2 separate regions of the Mus musculus genome follow, and region 2 is linked to region 1. Evidence: chromatin contacts called from public promoter capture Hi-C data. All regions are on one chromosome and are shown on one strand. The core of a region is the stretch at or near the end of the contact, and the rest is flanking DNA. Distances in the headings are between cores, read along the strand shown. Region 1 has its middle 19 kb from the start of Gm36480. Region 2 holds the start of Cpne8 (copine VIII).

The links. Promoter capture Hi-C pulls out the DNA fragments that hold promoters and counts their contacts.
Region 2: a contact with region 1 is called in a promoter capture Hi-C map of second pharyngeal arch cranial neural crest. The contact joins the promoter of Cpne8 here to the enhancer-like site in region 1. A contact is called at or near these places in 7 of 39 promoter capture datasets (the SN4741 cell line, cranial neural crest, embryonic stem cells and 3 more), 1 of 484 Hi-C or Micro-C datasets (embryonic fibroblasts), 2 of 115 datasets of contacts at active chromatin or transcription factors (embryonic stem cells and forebrain) and 1 of 9 other capture datasets (liver).

Annotation. Positions count from the first base shown.
Region 1 is chr15:90,331,925-90,338,148 of GRCm38.p6, forward strand. No RefSeq gene overlaps it. Among named protein-coding and RNA genes, the nearest start is that of Gm36480, 19 kb to the right of the region's middle. Within about 2 kb of position 1,552, at least 34 of the 459 cell types and tissues checked have an H3K27ac peak or open chromatin away from gene starts, as enhancers often do. A contact at or near this core is called in second pharyngeal arch cranial neural crest, where this site is marked.
Region 2 is chr15:90,676,617-90,682,447 of GRCm38.p6, forward strand. It overlaps Cpne8 (copine VIII), which reads right to left and starts at 2,772. Exons shown (of 20, transcript NM_025815.2): 1 at 2,552-2,772. The coding sequence starts at 2,688.

The DNA.
Region 1 (6,224 bases), core at 302-2,801:
AACCGTGGTCAGAAGAAAGAATAATTTTTTAAAGATTTATTTATGTATATGAGTACACTGTAGCTGTGTCTTCAGTCACACCAGAAGAGGACATCGGATCCCATGACAGATGGTTGTGAGCTACCATGTGGTTACTGGGGACTGAACTCAGAACCTCTGAAAGAGCAGTCAGTGCTCTTAAGTGCTGAGTCCAAGAACAATATTATTTAAACAATTTTATTTGCCTATGTGCAAAATGTGCAGAAAGCACAATGTCTTAGACTCTGGAGTAAGCAAAGAAGAATGAAGGGCATTTAATACAAAATAGTCATGTGAAATTATCAGTAGTTTCCTATTTTTAACTCGAGAGAAGAAATATCACATGGTTTAGTGTAACAATGGAACCACTCTGTCTATTGCTCCCAAATACACTTTATAAGGTCTTAACCCAGTCATTTGAGGCCTTCTAATTAATTCAGGTTATGTAAGAAGATCCAAAACTGGATTCATACTATCAAATCTTTTCATCTTGAAAGACTCTTGGTGTTGACCAGAGAAACAAAATTATCCAAATATGAGCAAAATACTTTTCCCAATTAATGTAAGATTTAAGATTTAACTATTTGTTGACTGACTAATTTGGTCATTTTTTTTTAATGGAGGGGTACCTCAGAAACAGGGCACTCCTGTTCAGTTTCTCTAAAATGTATTTATAGATTACATTTCTATTCCCAGAAACCTTTGCTCCTAGCATGGACAATCAAACTTGAGAGAGGTGTGGTAGCCCACACCTGTAACGATAGCATTTGTGAAGCAGAAGCAGGGCTGCTATGAGTTTAAGGAGATCTGTAGTTATGTGGTAAGCCCTGGGTCCTTCCTTGCCCCATCACTTCTAAAGTGTAAAGAAAAATGGTCTGAGACAGAGTATACTTCAGTATCAGTTCTCAGACTTACTTGGGCAGAGCATAACCAGTGCCAAGTGTAAGAATTTCAATAGCTTGGTGATTTATGCTCTGCTGCACCCATAGTCTTGTTGGAAGCACTGGAATATGTCACTGCATTTACACCTGAGGGGTTTCCATGTCCTACTGCCGTAAGAATGAATGAATGTGTGTTTACTTTGAAATAATGTCAAATCATGGATTTCATCTTGAAGAGATAGAAAATGTCTGAGCCATCGGGAAATCCTTTCAGAATCAGGAAGGCAGAACCTATCTTGTGGTCAACGTGGCTCTTCCAGATTACCCAGTTCATTTGAGAATATATCAGTCATGTTATCAGCTTTTTTTTAGGCATAGTTTATACTTCAAAAGGCCTTGTTAGGAATAGAACAGGGAAATCTTACATAGGATTCTGGGCAGTCCAGTGAAGCTTAGGAAAATATGGTTACAGCACCAACAAGCAAACTAAACCTCTCCTTTGTTTTGAATTTGCTGTAAAACACCAGTTGATTATGAGCATATAGCAAAAATAAGCAATGAAAGCTAGTGCAAAGCCACTGGACAAGCCGGTGCTATGCAGATAATTGATGGACGCTAATGAGGAGCAGGTGCCCTGCACAGCTGTGCTCTCAGCTGGAGACCCACAGCAGGGGTTTCTCAAAGCCTTCCAAATGAATTTCCTGATTAAGTGGACAGAACAACAGCAGCAGCAGCCGCAGCAGCAGCAACAAACATTGGAGATGAAAAATCCCTTAGGGAAGATGTCCGGACTCCACTTGAATAGCTAGTGTCCAGTGGCAAACTTTTAATCAAGTTTAAATAGACACAGTTGCCTTGGGTTGGTCTGGATGCACACTAAGGAAGTTGGTGATGGTGGCTGGTCAAGGATTTATTATTTTGTAAGTCCCAGAAGGATATTCAAAGTGAACAGCTATCTCCATGCTCTTCCTAGGCATAACACCAAGTAGCTAAAACCTTAGACAATAAACATATTTTAGCTGCCAAATAATCTTTTGATTTTTTTATGGAGGACTTCCGTTGAACCCTCTCAGGGCAAGGCAAAGTTTAGTACATCAGTTGAAAAAGAAAACATATGGTTACCATCCTTCTGACTGTTGGTTGTTTATAGACTTAGAGAAACCAGAGGCAGTAGAAACAGCTGAGCTCTGTTTGCTTTTAATTCTGAGTCCTGACTAGAATCTATTGAAGTGGCAAAGCACCCAGCTGAGAAAGTCCTCTGAAGAACTGTAGCCAGCTTCTGCCTACACACCAGTGGATACAAATGTTTTCTTTTCTATATTGTTATACACACACACACACACACACACACACACACACACACGCACACGCACACGCACGCACGCACACACACATGCTTGTTCTTTTCCTAGAGTATTGCCTAAGTTAATTTATAAAACTCAGAAAATATTCTATTACAGATATCCTGAATCTATTGTTACATGTGGCGGTGGCAACAACACATAAATCCAAGGAGATGTGTAAATACATTAATATAAATGCAGTTATTTATAAACTACATACATATTTATAAATATGTAACTATTTATTTATAGAATTATCAGTATAAGAAGTGTAAGTAGAGCTGACAAGGTTAATTCTGAGTGGATGCACTGTCCTGGTGACAGTATCGCTTAGGAACTCAGGTCATACATGTAGGTATGTGTTAAGTGTTGTATGTTTTCAGGTCAGCATGACGCTTGAGGCCCCTAGGAAGCTGAAACACTACAGAGCTAAATCTTATAAATGTCATAATTTACTTAAAGTACCATTTTCTCCAAAGCTTATGCTATTGTGCTTCAGTTTTTTTCCCCTTTGGCAGTTATAATTGCCAATTATCTCTCTCCCGGAAAAGTATCAATATTAGTTAAACCAGTAGGCAGTCCTGTCAAACCCATCCTGTGTTCTTCTGAAATCTGGCTTCCGGGCATATTCCAAAGCTTAAGACTCCTCTCTGTCATCTTGAAAAATCACTTGAAACCAAAATGATTAATCTCTAGCTTCAGTCAGTACTTTAGTATTTCTCTATATGCTCTCCAAAAGATAAATGCAGAGTGGTATTAATCATAACAAGATTGTTTTTTTTTTGGAGAGTCCAAATCAAATTTCATTCAAAGTTCATCCATTTCAGTTTACATAGCACAAAATTTCATGGCAATGTATACTAAGTGATCTTGTGTTCAAGGATTAACAGAGAGCCTACAGAACAAGGATCTTAAAATGTTTGTATGAGTTATTTGAAAACTTCATACAGTGTATTTTGTACACATTCACCGTCCTCCCCATAATCTTCTCCTTACCCCCCCTCCTTGCTCTCCCTATCCCTAGAGGAAACATCAGTAGCAAAGGGGAGAGAAAAACAGTATTATATAGAACCTAGGGGCATATCCAATAAAATAATTTTTAAACTATTGATTAAAAATGCTATAAGTACCTCCCTTTTGCCACTATCTTATCTCTCTGGGAGAACCAAAAGAAAAGAGAGATAAGTCTACATTTGATAAGATAATGCCAAAGGTCAAATATTTATAGCTTTTTAAAAATCACTATCAGAAAATGCCTTGCATTTTTATGATTCATAAATGTTTAATGAACTATTTTTTTTTGTCTCAAAGTGACATCAGTTCTTGGAGAAAAAAAAGGCACAAGTCACTTTATTTCTACTGACAGATAGTCTCAAAGCGACGCTGTTGTTCCCCCAACATGTGTGCACTCAAGCCCACGTGCACTGTTTCCGTGCTGATTTTTTAAGGAGGTAATGTTTGCAGCAGCTATTCTTAGAATAAACAGGGGAAACAACAGGATGGGAGCTCTGAGTGGAAAGGGGCAGGGATAGAGTTAGTCACCATGTGATAGAAACGCCGTATTAAGTAAATGTCAGGCGTTAGTCATTCCAAAATAGGAGGCAATGGCTGAGTTGCTTAGAGAAATAATAAGGCAGTAGTGAACTTTAGAGACTGTTAGTGAATCCTAAATATGCAGCTAATTCAAATTCAGGGACAGATCAGGGTAGTTTTTCTATTGCCTATATTTTAAAAGTATACTTGTATGTCACAGCAAAAATAGCGAGTTATTGCACAGAGTCTCTGGGCACCATGGTCTAAGCAAGGCAGTGCCTGTGGTTCCGTGCTTTTCCTTTCACCCCTGTGATTTTTTTACAAGGCAGGAAATGTTTTATAATCTTATTTTATTTAACAATAGGACATGCACATATTTGTGTTTTTTCTGAATACAACTTTAGTCTCTTAAATCTTAACACTGGAGTTGATCATAAAAAATTGAGTTGATTAGACATGAATAAATCATAATCAATGAAATATTTAGAAAATCATACCTGGAATTCCATTTTTTTAACTTGGGACTGATATTATTTGCAACCACTGGTTTCAGTTGTAACTGGATTCTTATCTTGAAAATATTAAACATTGATTTTTAATCTTTTCATTCATACAATAAATTGTGAGGCATTTTCTGGAAGAACAATGATAATCTAATTAAAATCCAGAGAGTCCAGATGTACAGAGAAGAGTAAACAAAAAAAAAAAAACATTACTGTTGGCTAATATAGGACTAAGAGTTTGGGGTAAAACAAAGCATGGGTATAAAACCAGAGAGCTAGACAGCAGCAAACATTAGGTGCACAACTTATGAAAGACCTAACATATCTTAGGCAAGAGCTCTCTACACTAAGGCACATTCCTGCCTTCTTCTTTTATATTTTATTAGAAATAGCTCTTCCAGCTATATATGGGAATATCAGACTGGCATCTGACTTTATCTTACCATCATCAAAGCACCTTTTCTACCTGAGGAAAGATTGCTTGAGGTCCTGGCTACTCAACAACTCTCCCCGTTTAAGGGACGAGATTATGAATGTATGCCACGGTGAGGTGTCAGAATTAGAATGGAGTCGTATTTCATATTTTGTAATGAGTATTCCCATCATGACTTCTTCAGTCAAAAAAATTCCATTTCCTAACTTGATAGAATCATTTCTACGATGAAGTTGCATTAGGTCTTAAACTGCCTGTGCGAACGAACATCCTATCACTTACTATTAATGCCCCCATTTACTGTTGTGAGCTTCAGGGTGCCCTGACTCATGCCTTTATTTTTAATTGAAGTTAGTCATAATCGCACTTCTCTTTTGTACTGAAAACTAAGGCTATTGTGCTGTTTTCTGAGTTGCTTTCCAGTTATCTTGCTGCACAGTTTGAGGCGTGAGCTCTCATTGACCTAGGAGAGCGTGAAGACATAGGGAGCCCCAAAATAGACACCCGGGGAATCTTGGAATGTTTCCCATGTTGTGTCTTCCTTGTGAAGGATGTGCCTTGCTGTTTAGGATCGCTTCCAGGATTTGTATGAACCCAAGAGAAGAAGGCAGCACGGGTTTTGTTCCTATGGTGGGTATTCAGACTCTATAGGCTGTGGGCTCAGAGAGAAGCCCAGCAGTAGATTGAACCCCTAGCATGTACACAGCCCTGAGCTCAAGCACAAACACTCCAGAAAATTACAATAATAATAAGTATATATTGATTCCAAGGAAATACTTTTCATATATGTATATTTTATAAAGCTTCTACAGTCGTATGTTTCCGTATAGCTTTTCAAATGGCCATTAGTGTTAGTTGCTTCTCCTGTGTTCCCTCTTTAATCCTTCTCTCCACTCCCTGCCCCATTTAATAGCCTCAGTCTACTTTCCCTTTGTCTCTCAATAACAGTATATTCTATTTCCCCTTCTATCTCCCCTAGGAAGATCTCCCAACGCTTTCCTTACCTAAACCACCTAACCTCTGTGGTTTATTCAGGTTGTAGCACACATATTGAAAGCCTAAAAGCCAATATCCACATAGAAGAGAAAACATGCTATATTTGTATTTTGTGTCAGGGTTACCTCACTAAGGGTAATTGTCCTTTTATCAGCAAATTTAATAATTTTATTTTTTTCTTCAGAACCAAATAAAATTCCATTGTGTAAAATGCACATGTTTTCACTATCCATCCGTCAGCTGATGGACATCTAGGCTGCTCTGATTCCAATTTCTGCCTGTTACGAAGAGAGCAGCAGTGGCCGTAGATGAACAAGTGACTGCATACTACAGAATGTGTAGACTCCTTTGGATGCATGCCTATGAGTGGTGTATCTGGATCTTGAGCTCAATTGATTTTCAGCTTTTTGAGGCATCTCTGTGCTGATTTCCACAGTGGCTGTACCTCTTTGCATTCATGCCAGCAATGAAATAGCATCCCTTTTACCTATATCCTCACCGGCATGTGCTATCACTT
Region 2 (5,831 bases), core at 1,522-4,021, 350 kb after region 1:
CTATAGGATATTTTCTTAATTAGTGATTGATGGGGGAGGGCCCAGCCTATTGTGGGTGGTACCATGCCTGGGTTCATACTCCCAAGTTCTGTAGGAAAGAAAACAGGCTGAGCAAGCCATGGAAAGCAAGCCAGTAAGCAGCACTCCTCTATGGCCTCTGCATCAGCTCCTGCCTCCAGGTTCCTGCCTTGCTTGAGTTCTTGTGCTATTAAGCCAAACAAACAAACCCTTTCCTTCCCAAGTCCTGCTGTTTCATGATAGCCACAATAACCCTGCCTAAGACTTTGTATCACAACAGTAGCACACAGCTTAAGACATTGTATCATAAGAGTGCAGAGTTTTTATTTCCTAGCTAGCACTGCCATGTATGGTAACAAGCTTAGATAAATAATAAAAACCAGTTTTCAGGTAATAATAGTGAATCACAGGGTCAGAATTTGCACCCAGGACGCTGACTTCGAAGTTCAAATGATACCACCTCCTAAGGTGGCAAGAGTTCTCAACACCACAGAAAGGAAAAGGACTTGTCTGAAGCTATCAAGTTGTCAAGTACACGTGCCCAAGAGTAGAAATTACGTCCAGTTTGGTAAGAAACACACAATGAACTGAACCTAGACAACTCAAATAATAGACTAGGCCTGGACAAGCTTAGAAGAAATACTTGATACTAAGTGTTCCTTTCTCTTTAAGATTCTTTGATTTTTTTTTCCCCTATTTGAAACTTTTTTTTTTTAAGTTCCAAAAAGTAACCCCACATAGAAGAAAGACTCCAGGGGCTTGAGTAGGAAGCTAAAACAAACTGGTTTAAGCCAGTGCACTTCAGGATCCCAGTATACCTACAGCAAAGCATTAGTATCTTTGGTACATGAGACCAGGACTATCTCACCTCACTCCGAAGGAACTATAGGCTATTCAGAGTTGATGTGCCTTGTCTGTTTAGGGCCCTCCAGATGCCGCAGGATTTCAAACAAATGACAGACCTCTAAAAGATGCTGAGATAGTAGAATTCCTGACCACCCACTGCCCATTGTGTTATACGGTGTTAGGTAACAGTCACCTAATATTAAAGCCAGCTTCAGAGAGAAGAGATTCACCTACAAATCGCCACAGGAGTCTGCCAGGCAGCTGCTAACTGGAAGGAGCCTAGTGGAGCATTCAAAGCAGTTACCCCAATAACCCCAGGGCTGATGTCATGAACTTTCACATTCTGAGGTGAATCAGAGCAAATCCTATGTTATCCCAGGGTTTTCCCCTACCAAAGAACATGGCCACTTGGGGAATGGGTGCTAAAACTTGAATTTCCAAGAAACTTTAGTTTCAGGGCAGGAATGTTCAACCTGTGGGTCGCGACCCCTCTGTGAGTCACATGACCCTTTCACGGGGCTCACCTAGGACCATCAGAAAACACAGATATTTACATTAGGATTTGTAACAGTAGCAAAAATACAGCTATAAAGCAGCAACAAAAATAATTTTAAGATGGGGGGATCACCACTACATGGGAAACAGCATTAAATTGTCACAGCATTAAGAAAGCTGAGAACCTGTTTTAGCGGCGTTTAAACTTCAGGGTTTGTTTACAACAAAAATCACTCATGCTTATTAAAGTCTTTTACAACGATCTTTCCTTACAGAAAGGCTAAGAACATGTGAGGGCATTTAAAAACACGGGGGCGTAGAGGGGTAGGAGTGAAGTTTTCCAACGAGACCGGTGAAAGGAAGTATTCAGCCTGGAAGTGGGCACCTGGGTACGTGCAATGTAGTATTCTTAATATAGCCAACCATCTAATTCCCCAAAACTGGGGCAGCACAGCTATTCTACCTAACTTACTGAGGATCTGGCCCAGGGAGTATCAGGAAGGGAGTCTGAAACTGGCAGTCCTTGAGAGTTGCTGAAAGCATTCTGATGTTTGTCTACCGGCGGGCAGAAAATAAGTCGTGACTTCTCAATTCTTAGGTAAGCCTCTGCCTGGAAGACTGAACCTGGAACCGCTACAGGCCTAGGGTAAACGTCCCGGAAGGGTGGAGGGTAAGGAAGCTGGATGGTTCCAGGAAGTGAGTGGGGAGGAGGAAGCTGTGGAACTGGAGCTGAGCCCACCGCATGGCTTCCCGGACGCCTGGCAGAGGGAGTCCCTGGCCAAGGTGCGCAGCATCACGCGCGCTCTTGGTAGGACTGACCCTTCGGTTCCCGACATCACTGAACCTCTGGCCCTGATTGCGGTTGTTTAAAATAAATAAATAATTTTTTAAAAGGTTGCGAAGTGGGCGGCGGCTAGGGTTTCTGTAGCTGAGTCACAGCTTTGCCAACTTTCACAACATTTCCCAGAAAAAAAAAAAAAAAAGACTCAGCCAAAGCCCACCACTCTCGTCCCCAGTTCTGTGTCATTTGACCCTCTGGGGGGGAGGAGGGGAAGGTAACGTCAGCCAGTACCACAACTAGTCCCCACTCAGCATGCAACTTCTCACCAGCGCCAAGCCTCGTGGTACCTGGAGCGCTAGCCAAGTGCCACCAAGCTCGGATGGAAGGAAGAAAAGAGAGCCGCGTCCTCACCTGCAGGACACTGACACCTCCACTCGTGTGGCGGGGATGGCCGCACTCAGCTGGTTCAAGTCCCCGATGCCCGTGGCGCTGGTGTAGCGGCTGTCCATCTCGAGCTGAGGAACGGAGCACTTGTCCCGAGCCCACATCCAAGCTGCGGCGGGCTGAGCGCTGCTCGGAGCGGAGCTCCGCACCGACGGGAAGGGGTGAGGGTGGAGGCAGAGGAAGGAGGCGGAGGCGGCGCGGGAAGGGGAGGGAGGAGGCGGACCTCGTCGCGAATCCGGCGACCGAGCCAGTCCTGGCAAAGCCGCCTCGGTCTCCCAAGTGGCGCTCCGGGCTGCTCCCGCCCTGGGGCAGCCCCCGGGCGGTGACTGGGTCTGCAGCTCGGGGGCTCTGGGCGTAGGGCGCAGAGACAGTAGGTGACCCGGACAGACACCGCGCCGTCTAGTGGGAGAGCCCCAGGCGCCGGCGATTGCCCCCCGCCCCAGCTGATATGCTCCCCACTTCGGGCTACTGGACTGATGTGGTGGTGGGGCAAGGGATGGCCACCAGCCTTTGACTCCTGGTGCAGAGGGGCGTGCCAATATATGGGGCAAGCTTGGGTGGAGTGGACGCTGTTGGGACAATCGCAGCGTTATAAGAGAGGTTTCAATGCGTCTGCCATCCCCTGCAACTTTTAGGCGAGGGTCTCCTTAAGGCAAGATCGGCGCCTTGCAACGCACTTGCCAAACCGCAGGGATTTCTGCCCTGAGGCCCGGGAGGTCGTAATAATAACTTATAATCTAGCTCCTCCTCAATCCTGCTCCTCAAGACCTGAAAGCAGGGCAGCGTAAAGCAGATGAGCAGCTCGGGTGACCGGGGAGTTTAGCAAATAGATTCCTGGCGGCGCGACTGGGAGTGGGCAAGACGCGGGGCGCCGCCGCAGCTTGCCGGGTAACCCCCACTTTCCTGCGCACACCTGACCCGAGGCGTCACTGCGGGTCTTCTGGCGATGGCCGCCAGGGGGCGGTGGAGAGCAGGGCGCCCAGCCTCAGGAGGGAGCGTGGCTGGCTCTAGCCCTGGCTCACCTGGAGAATCCTGGGCTTGTGACTGGTCTCCCTTGTGGTATTTTAATCCACTTGGAGCCACTTCCTTAAAGAATCTGTGTGGTTGCAGGGGAAATAGAGTGTAGATGCTTGCCGCTCTTCCCTGCCCCAAATGTTTGCGTCACTTTGGTCTTGTTTGCTTTCCCTGGTCGCCCCGCCCTCCCTTCACCACCCCTTAAATCCACCAGTTCTGTTTTTCTTTCTCTTCCCCCTATCACAAATTAAACTGCAGCTGATGACTAGAATTTTCCCTCAAGCTCTCTTATTGATGCCTGAAATTGATTTGGTGGAGGAGGTCTAGAGGGTTTTTTTTTTTAAGCAAACTAGAATTTTATTTTGCAGGCACCTCCTGAAGAAATAAAAGGTAAGGACTTTAGTGCTCAACCCAGAGGCCTTCTCCGAATTTTCCACTTTATCTAGGTCCATATGTGTGTGTATCTGAATGCATTGATTTACATGCACAATAGCATGCAGGTATTTAAAGTGTGCCCTCTGATGGATTACGATCGGTATCAACCCGCTAAACCATCACCACACCAAAATAATAAACCATTCCCTCGCCCCAAAAGCTTCTTGTGTCTCTTTTGTAATCAATCCCTGCTTTCGCCATTAAAACAACACTTCATCTTTAATTTAAATACCACAGAATATGGCACACTCCATGCCTAACCCGGTTTCTTTCCGTCTGTAAAATTCTTTGCAGTTTCATCTACGATAACAGGTGCATCAATAGTGAATAATCTTCCTTTTAGAGACTTGCCACAAATTGGTCACCCACTCATCTTGATGAACAGTGTACTTGCCCCTGGGTTTGGGCTATTACATACGAGACTGCTGTGAACGCTGGCATATGGGTCTTTTGTGGGCATAAGCTTTCATCACACTGGGCAAGTAGAAATAGAATAGCCAGATGAAAGTGGAAGAGTACACGTAATTTCTTAAGAAATTACTGAATTGTTTTTACAAACTAGTTTTACTATTTTCTATCCTAAAGTAATATATGATGGCCAATTTTATCTATGAGAGTTTTTTTGTTTGTTTGTTTGCTGTTTTGGTTTAGTTTATGCCCATGTCAATGCTAAAAACCCTTGGCATATATATATATATATATATATATATGTATATATATATATGTATATATATATATTATACACACATACATACATATATAAAAATATATTTTGTTTTCTTCTTGTAATTTTAGTTTCAGAATTTACATTTGGGTCTATGGTTTCTTTTAAAGAATGTTTTAAAATTATCTTAAAGTAATCTTTGCCAAAAAATCAACATAGCAAATAAGTTCACTCTTGGACACTGCCTTGTTCTGTTGACCTGTCTGTCTCTGTTTAAACCAGAATCAGAGTGTCTTAACTACTACGGCAACAGGATATTTTTAATTGATTCCTTTCCAAAGAGTTTGGCCACTTTAAAATGTTTGTATTTTCCTCACAGAATTCAGATTCACCTTGACAATGTCTATAAAAATTCCTAAATTTTTAATTGAGCTTATGTTTATCCTAGACATGGTCCCTAATAGAGAGGAACTGGCATCTTATCAGAATTCATCTTCTGACCGCAAACACTGTACAATTTGCCATGTTTTTTAGGCCTTCCTTAATATGTGTCAGGTTTGACTTGTTGGTACCATAGGAAGAGACTGGAGGAAACACAGTGAGGCAGAGACTGAAGCTGCTCTGTACTTTCCTGGGGAACTCCAGACAACTGCAACCTCTGACAGAGGCAGGAGTTCGCACTTGACACTTTGAAGAGAATGTGGCCCTGGGAGTCAGTCAGGTTTACAACTTTCAGTTCTGTGAGACTGCAAGCTCCATTGTTTGAAGCCTGCCAGTTTGTGGCCATATTGTCTCAGCCTTAGGAAAGGTAAACACTGGGTGGAAATGTTAATTCCATGCCGATTGCTTAAGCTCAATACTAATGAGCGTAGCCTAAGGAGGCAAGCTTTGATGATAGAGCAAAGAATATGTGGAGTACAGCTTCCCATTAATAAATCCGACCCGAGCACAGAACTACAATCATTAAAAATAAATGTATCGGTGTGAACTTTAGCTTTTCCACCTGTGCTTTTCTTTAGAAAATGTACTAACAGCATGTGTTAAAACGCATTCAGGTAAACAATGTGTGTAGCCTTGTGATGTGCTAAAAGCAAAGATGAATTATTCACCAGAGCAGTCATTTGGCAAACACTG